Regions from separate parts of the Sus scrofa genome. Here region 1 is linked to region 2. Evidence: chromatin contacts called from public HiChIP or PLAC-seq data. All regions are on one chromosome and are shown on one strand. The core of a region is the stretch at or near the end of the contact, and the rest is flanking DNA. Distances in the headings are between cores, read along the strand shown. Region 1 holds the start of LOC100516295 (histone H1x). Region 2 holds the start of COPG1 (coatomer subunit gamma-1).

Region 1 (4,095 bases), core at 684-3,183, 55 kb after region 2:
GGTGAGCCAGAGCCAGGCTCCACTGTCCCTGTCACATCAACACGAGGTCTGATTTCTGAGTCACTAAGCTCTGTAAAGGCCCAGCTTGTGGCAACTTTGGGAGAGCTGAGCTGCCCTGCTCCACAGATCCTGCAAAGCCATTGCTCCCCACCCCCCAGGTGGTGGACCCGCCTGCCCATCTATCGAAGTATTGCACCTCCCAGACGCTCCTTTCGGAACCAATCGGCCCGCTCTTCTCCCGGAACCCAGGTCTGAATTTCTGACGCATCGGCGGTGCCGGGGACCTCGGGAACCCATCCATGCAGCCCAAACCCCGCGGCGGCCGCGCCCAACCCCACTCCACTCGAAGAAAACAAGAGCGGTTCAAAGGTTTAAACAATTTATTGTGCCCCAAAAAAGGCGACAGGAGAAAAGAAAGCGCCGCGCGGCCCCGCGCAGAGTGCTTGTCGCGCGCCGGAAGGCGGGGAGGGCATGGGCTGGAAGGGCTGCGCGGCCAACGCGTAAGGCCGGGGCGGGCTGACGCGGCCGGCCATTGGCGCCCGGGGGCTGGTAACCATGGCGACAGGCGTTGCCAAGGGCGAGAGCCAATAGGGGAGTCGCCAGGGCCGTTTCAAAAATCTAGAGCTAACAACAACAACAAAAAAAAAAGCTCTCACGCGGGGGATGGGCGGGCCGGCGCTGGCCCGGGCCCCCAGCAAAACCTACGTGCGCTCTGGGTGGAAAAGCGAGGCCCGAGGCCCCAGGGCTCACTTGCGGCCCTTGGGCACTTTGGGGACGCTGGGCTTGGCCGCCTTCTTCACCTTCTTGCCTCCCGCGGCCGCCGCCTTCTTGGCCTTGTTGCTGCTTTTGTCCTTCTTGGAGGAGGCGCCCTTTTTGTGCGAGCGCTTCTCGGGCTGCGGGCCCTTGGCGGGCTTCTTGTCCGCGCGCCGCGGGGCGGCCGCGCTCGGGGCTGTTTTCTTGGCCTTGTGAGCGGCAGGCGCCGGGGCGGTGGCGGGCGCCGGGGCTCCGCGCCGATCGCCGCCGCCCTCCAGCTTCTTGCGGTTGAGCTTGAAGGAGCCGTTGGCACCGGTGCCCTTCACCTGCAGCAGCGTGTCGTTCTGCACCAACGCCTTGATGGAGTACTTGAGGTAGGTGCGCCCGTTCTGCTGGTCGAACCACGCCACCTTCTTGGCCTCCGCGTAGATCTTGGCCAGCGACGAACCGTTGCGCTCGCCCAGCCGACGGATGGTCTCCACCACTAGCTGGCTGTACTTGCCGGGCTGGTTCTTCTTTTTGCTATTCTTCCTCTTCTTGGAGGGGGACAGCGCTGCCGAGCCGCCGGCCTTGGCCGCCTTCTTGGCCGCCCCCTCGGCGGTCGTCAGTGGTAGGGCCTCCTCGAGCTCCACAGACATGGTGGCGAGCGGGTTGGTGGCGGGCGGGGCGCGGAAGCCCGGAGGCCGCGCCGGGAAAAGAAAGGCAAGGGGCCGCGGGGGCGCCGGGGGGCTGGGGGCGCGCGGCGGCTCCAGGCGGGAGCGGCCGCGGCCGGGCCTGGGGCCGGGCGGCAGGGCTGGGGTGGGGGCCGGGCCGGCCGGAGCGGGGGTCCCGGGTTGGGACCGGGCCGAGAACGGCGCGAAGGCGGCCGGAGCGGGGCGGAAGAAAAAAAGACTGTTAACGGAGCGAAAAAGTCTGCCGAGCGAGCTCTGCTGCCGCCACCGCCGACTCCTCCGCCGGAGCTCGCTGGGCTTGCGCGCTCTGCTCTGGCGGGGAGGGCGCCCCGCTCAGCTTTTATGGCTCCACGGCGGACCACGTTGAGAACAACAACAGCCTGGTCCGGGGCCAGCGCCAACTTGTGCTTCTTGGAGCCCCTTCCCCGGCCGCTGGCTTCTCAAACAACGCCTCCCCCGCGCCGCCGCGCCCGCCGCGGTGCGCCCAGGACAGGGCCCGAGCTCGAGGCGCAGCGGAGAGACGGCTTACGCCCAGGGAGCGCTCGGCAGAGGGGAACTGAGGGGTGAGCCCTAGGCTGCCGGAGCACGAGAGGAGGGGGGCACCCACTTTCAGGGCGAATAGCGCGGGCCCCGCGGCAAGCCCCGCGGTCCAGAGCTCGGCGGACGGCAGCCAAGAGTGCGCCACAGGTCCCCAAGCCCAGACCGCGTCCAGGGGGCCCCGGGCCTGCCTGCTGGACGCGCTTTAATTTGTCCGAACTAACACAGGGCACGCCCTCGCGCGGTCGGCTGGGGCAGTGTGGAGGGAGATGGGACGTCTAGGAGGGCGGTCTCCGCCCGAGTCCTAGGGGAGAACGGATGCAGGCGCCCTCCGTCTGCGCGCCTCCGGTCTTGTTAGGCCTCGGGGGCCTGGGTACGTTGCGGGAAGAAGCGGGGAGGACCGCAGGTGCTTCTCTTGGGACGTAGCTGTCCCGTCCCCCCACCTCCTGGCCGCTGGCGCCGCTGATGCTACAAGTGCCCCATTGTGTGGTGTGTAAGTAGCTTCCACCATTCCCCCTAAAGCCAAATGGCGGCCTCTGGGTGAGCGAGGGGAAGGCTGCGGCCCCCAGAACTGTTCCCGGAGAGGATGGGGGAGGGGAACTGCTCCCGTTCTGGGCCACACCCCTCTCCCTCTTGGGGAACGCAGTTGAGAGCCGGGGTCTCCTCTCTGGGTACCAGGCTAAGTCCTCCGCGCAGGCTTGTGCAAATCTGGTGGTCCTGCCACTGGATCCAGTATTGGGGGTGAGGAGGAAGTGCTGGACCGTCTTTCTCATAGCCAGAGGAGCCTCTACTCGGAGAGCTGAGACCGCAGGGACCAGCTTCCGGAGGAGGGCGGATCCCTCTGGAGTGGTGATTTAGGCCCAAATCTTGGGGCCATGGCAAGGGCGACAATAAACAGTGCACCGAGGCCCGAGCATAGAGTGGATTAGGGCTCTGAGGGTGAGAAGAGCGGGAGGCGGTGAGGTCCAATAAAGGGGAATGCGTTTCCGGCTTCTGGCCCCGCCGGCCCTGCTGAGCGTCATAGCAGTTGCCTGGCTCCCTTTTCCCCTACGAAGGGCTAGGGAATAAGGCCCCAGGAGAGGAGGAAATTGAGGCTAGAAAGGTGAGGCTGGTGGGGGTTTTGAGAGAGTCACAGAAGGGCTTTGCGCCCCCCGGGGAGCAGAGCCTTCACCCTGTAGGAGAGGGAGGATGGATCGCAGCCTAAGTTCCTGCAGGGAAGGCCAAGCCCTCTCCCAGGAAGGAGGACCCCTCAGTGGCTGTCCTGGCAGGGCCTGGAAAATCTGGAGGGCTTGAGATCTCAGCCCAGGTGACAAAAGACCATCTGAATTTCCTAACAGCGAGGGGGGTGGCTCTTTGAGATCTGAGCCCTGGGGGGCACTGGGGAGCAGAGGGAAGATGCATGGTATGTACAGCCTGGGGCCAAGGAGAGAGAAGCAGCAAGATATAGTTGCTGTGCCCCCGGGGGGGTCTGCTCCTAGGAGTGGGCAACAGGTGGACCAAGTTACATAGAGGTGGAGCAGGGATGGGGTTCCAGGTTGGGTCTCTGCAAGATCAAAGGGAGAGTAGAGGATGATGTTCCCGAGGGCACCCGGTATTGAAACCTGTCCTGCCACCCTGGGGGAGCAGGTCGCTGGAAATGTGAATCTGGAGCTGGCCGCAGCAGCAGGCTGGGTGAGGGGGGGAGAAGGTGGACGTGGGAGTGGCAGAAAAGAAGGCTGATCCTTTGGAGACTGAGGAAGAACGGTCAGAGAGGAAGGGGTAGACCAGGCATGGCTGGTGTTGTGGAAGTCGAGGAGGAGAGAGTTTCAAGAAAGAAGGGCTCGTCTGTCACTTGCAGCCCACTCAGAAAGCTGGTTGATCCTCAGGGCAGACTGGCCAGCTTCCAGCTTCTGAGACACTCTGCCTGTCTCACCCAGGGCCCAGGGTTTTACACAAATCTACATTGTTCCAGGATTAAAAAATCGGGCCATTTCAGATTAAAATGCAGTCTAGATTTCAGATTTCCCTTTAGAAAATCTTATTCAACCTGGGTGGAGTGCAGAAGGGGCGGGGCCTAAGTAGCAGGCCCTGCAGCTGATCAGGGGCTGGAGCTGCTGGTCAGAGGCAATCATGGAGCCGGGTGACAGCTCTCCAC
Region 2 (4,322 bases), core at 1,631-4,130:
AAGAATGATTTCTTAATATATGACACTAAAAACATAAGAAAGAAAAACAGATAAATTGGACCTCACCAAAGTAAAAAGCTTTTTTTGTGTTTCAAAGGACATGACAAAGTAAAAAGACAACCTACAGAATGGAAGAAAGTATTTGCAAGTCATACTTTTTTTTTCTGAGGCATATGGAGGTTCTCAGGCTAGGGGTTGAATCGGAGCTGTAGCTGCCAGCCTACACCACAGCCACAGCAACGCAGGATCCAAGCCTTGTCTGTGACCTACACCACAGCTCAGGGCAACGCCAGATCCTTAACCCACTGAGCAAGGCCAGGGATTGAACTTGTGTCCTCATGGATGCTAGTCAGATTCATTTCTGCTGAGCAACGACGGGAACTCCACAAATCACACATTTAATAAGGGTCTAGTATCCATACAATATAAAGAACTCATAACTCTTTGATAAAAAAGATAGCTCAATTTAAAAATGGGCATGGGATTCGAACAGACATTTCTTCAAAGAAGGTGTACAAATGGCCAAAAGTATCTGAAAAGATGCTCAATGTTACTAGCCATCAGGGAAATGCAAATCAAAACCACAATGACATACCGCTTCACAGCCACTATAATTGCTAAAACACAAAGACAATAAGTGTGGTTGAGGATGGAGAAATTACAACCTTTAATACACTGCTCATGGGAAAATTTAATGGGGCAGATGCTTTGGAAATCAGGCAGTTTCTCAAAAAGTTAAACAGAGTTATCACACCACCAGCATTTCTACTCTTAGGTATCTACTCAAGAGAAAACATGTCACAAAAATTTATACACAAATGTTCATAACAGCATTATCTACAGAGGTAAAAAAGTGGAAACAACTCAAGTGTCCTTTAACTGGTGAATGGATAAACAAAATGTATATGTATCCGTAAAATGGAATATTATTTAGCAATTAACAAGAGTGAAGTACCGATTCATGTTATGATGTGGATGGACCTGGAAAACACTATGCTAAGTAAAAGAAGCCAGATACACAAAAGGTCATACAATGCATGATTCTATTTACATGAAATATCCAGAATAGGCAAATGCGTACAGACAGAAAACGGATCAATGGTTGGGGGGGAGGAGTGAGGGATGGAGAATGTTCTGGAATTAGTGGTAATGGGTGTAGCCTTTTGAATATACTAAGAATCATTGAACTGTACGCTTATAAAAGGGTAACATTAAGGTATGAGGATTATACCTCAATTTTTTAAAAACTAGTAAAATTAATAAAAAATATTATCACAATCAGGATATTGCTATTATCCAATTTACAAATCTTATTCAGAGTTCCCTAATTGCTCCTATACTTTCTGTACTCTGTTTCTACAAAGGACTTAACAATTATCATGAAGAATGTACATTACAGTTAAAAAAAAACCAATAAAACCCTATAATTATATATTAGCTTATACACAGAGCTGGAGTCACAACACACAATTCTCATTGTAAAAATTAGTATTATAAAAATTTTCCTTGGTATGTGATTTTACAGAATTCATATCACACTCTGAAAGGATATTTTAACTCAACACAATTCATCTATATTTCATCTTTTTAACAATCCAAATCTCTGGGGTTCTTTTCTGGTTTTTAATCACGAGCCATGTTTATTTAACCTTAACTATGAACTCTTTTACACCTTGCTTTTCCCTTTTGATGTCTCACTTTATATAAGAAGCTTGGATACTGCCTCACAAGTCATCAGAAATATCCCTTTATAAATGATGTGGATGACAGCATCCGATGGACGTCCTACAATTCCCTTAATCATCCACTTATTGCTGGACATTTAGGGTGTTTCCGATTATCTCGCTGCAAACTGCTGCAGTGGGCAACTTAACTCTTGAGAATTTTCTACGGACAAGGGGTGGGGTTAGAGGTTAAAGATTTTGCTCATCTTTCTGGCTCTTTACAATTTTTGGTGCAAGACTCGCACTTCCCTCGCCGCGCTACCCCGTCACTCCGCTGCGTCCAGCCAGGAGCCTCAGCCTCTGCAATGCCAGACCCAGAGGTTGACCCCTCCCCATCACCTGGGGGCCCCGCCCTAACCGCCCCCACCCCAGGACCTGGACCCCCGCCCGGGCTCATCTAGGTTCCCTCCACACCGCCCCTCCGGCCAGCCGACTTCTGCCCGCCGCCGCGCAAGTCCTGACCTTGGCCCGGGAGTGTCCTCACAGATCCGCGGAGAGTGACCCGGGGCGCCGTGTTTTCCCTTCCAGTCCCTTCCAGTCCCCAGCGCTAGGCGACGCATCCAATAGGTGCTGGCAAAATACTCGAAGATTGAAAGAGCACATTGAAGTTGCTGCGCAGTAGATAAGTAGATCTCAGTTTAGTTAGATCCCTGGAAGTTAACGCGGTACCAAATGGTTCGCACCTGGAGCAGGTGTGAGCGCGGTGCGCAAAGGTGAATTGTAAGAGCCACTTCATGCGTTATTTCAAGCAACAATTTACTGAGCATGTACCGTGCGCCAACATCATCCACGGCAGGGAGTAAAAGAGCAATCAAGGACGAATAGAATATAGTGTCTTGGACGACCATTCGGGCTAGGCAGAAAAATCCGGCCGGGAATGGGGCTGAAAGTGAGGTGAGGCTGGCAGGCCTACCGGAGAAAGTGACAAGACATGTAGCATCTCGGAGGTGGGCCTCCTCTCCTGCCAGAGTGCTAGGGCCTCGCCTCTGGGAGTCCGTTTAAACTCGCGCCACCAGGCGGTGAGGCGTGGACGTCTATAAGCGGAGGAGGCCGTAAGGTCCGGAGTTTTAGCCCCGGCTTCTCCCCAGCAGGGACGGGGTTAACGCCCGACGCGGCGGCGGCACGTGCGCATGCGCAGATCGCGGAGTGCGCCTGCGCATAGCGCCGGGCGACGTGGCCAGCCGGAAGTGGCTGGAGCTGAACTGCTACCGGACTGTCGCTGCCAGCTGCAGGGTCCCTCTGTGAGTGCTGTTTCGCGCTCCCGCCGGCACCACCATGCTGAAGAAATTCGACAAGAAGGACGAGGAATCGGGTGAGGGGGGCCAGGCCCGGGGGAGGCCTGACCGCGCAGACTCCCAGCACCCTCCCCACCGGGCCCCCTTTGGGGCCTCTGTCCTGCCCCGAGGCCCAGGGAGGAACAGCGGCTTCTGTGAGGTCCGTCGCGGGTCAGCAACAGGCCTCGGAGAGCCTGAGCATGCTCCATTGCCTTGCACTCGGAAGCTCCAGCCACGATTCTCTGAGTGACCTTGGACGGGTCACTCGCTTCTCTGGGCCTCAGTTTCCCCTTCTGTCCAAGGAGGGGCCGGGTGGGGAAAACAGTGCTTCTCTGAGGGTTCGCTGGGGCTGCGTTAGTGCTGGCTGCACTGGGACGTGGTCTGAGGAGCCAGGCCCTTTTCAGTGCCCTGTCACTGCAGTAGAGCAAGTGACACACTCAGTGCCCAAGTCGGGAATGTTAGATAGGTCACAGACATAGTGGTGGAGACAGATATCAGTCAAATAATCACTTGTATAACTTACAAGCATAACACCTGCTATGAAGAAATTCTAATCACTGGGAGATGGTGGTCCCACCCGTAGTAGGGACCCGGTTAAGTACCAATTGCATAAATGAAAATATGGCACTATGAGAGGCACAGGAGGACTGTGCAGGGCTGCTGGGTGAAGTGGTTTGCAGTGGCAGGAACCCCCTTGCAGGAGAGTGGCAGGATCTATTGGCAGGTTGTGATTGCCATTCTGAGAAGTTGGTACTTCATTGGATGGACAGTGCGACATCTTTCCCTTGATTGCGACTGGGAGAATTTTGAAATTCAGAGTCGCAACCTGTACTCAGTCCTCTCTGTTCTCTGACAATAGGTGGAGGTTCCAACCCATTCCAGCACCTCGAGAAGAGTGCAGTGCTCCAGGAGGCAAGTGTTATTTGCTCCCCTGTCCCTTCCATCATAAATGTCCACACTCAGAGTGATCAAAATACTAACACATTCAAAGTTCTGGTTTAAAGAACAGTAGGGGAAAAAAACCTGTTCTTGGAAAAACAGGGAAACTTTGTTCCTGGAGAGAGTTCATTATGCTTATCTTTTTTTTGTTGTTTGTCTTCATTTCCCCTTCCAGTTATTTTATAAGTATCTGTTAGTCATTAAGTAAGCACATCACCAGCTAATATGGAAAATTTCAGGAGTTGTTAATAAATGAATTAAGAAAAAAGCAAAACAAAACTCTTTCTTATGAAAATTAGGTTACCTGGCCAGTGTGTCTATTTACCTGGGACTTCTCCAATCTTGAATGTGTTTGAGGGTAGTCATGGAAGGGAAAGAAATTGAA

Evidence for each region. HiChIP or PLAC-seq counts read pairs in DNA pulled down with a chosen protein or histone mark.
Region 1: a contact with region 2 is called in an H3K27ac HiChIP or PLAC-seq map of alveolar macrophages. The contact joins the promoter of LOC100516295 here to the promoter of COPG1 in region 2. A contact is called at or near these places in 8 of 47 Hi-C or Micro-C datasets (alveolar macrophages, embryonic fibroblasts, fibroblasts and 3 more) and 1 of 2 datasets of contacts at active chromatin or transcription factors (alveolar macrophages).

The regions. Positions count from the first base shown.
Region 1 is chr13:71,760,102-71,764,196 of Sscrofa11.1, forward strand. LOC100516295 (histone H1x) reads right to left here and starts at 1,934. Exons shown (of 1, transcript XM_003132403.5): 1 at 363-1,934. The coding sequence starts at 1,391. The coding sequence ends at 747. LOC110256294 (a long non-coding RNA gene) reads left to right here and starts at 2,183. Exons shown (of 4, transcript XR_002337669.1): 1 at 2,183-2,334.
Region 2 is chr13:71,704,217-71,708,538 of Sscrofa11.1, forward strand. It overlaps COPG1 (coatomer subunit gamma-1), which reads left to right and starts at 2,881. Exons shown (of 25, transcript XM_021069417.1): 1 at 2,881-3,036; 2 at 3,858-3,910. The coding sequence starts at 3,000. It overlaps CNBP (cellular nucleic acid-binding protein), which reads right to left and starts at 2,811. Exons shown (of 5, transcript XM_021069428.1): 1 at 2,187-2,811.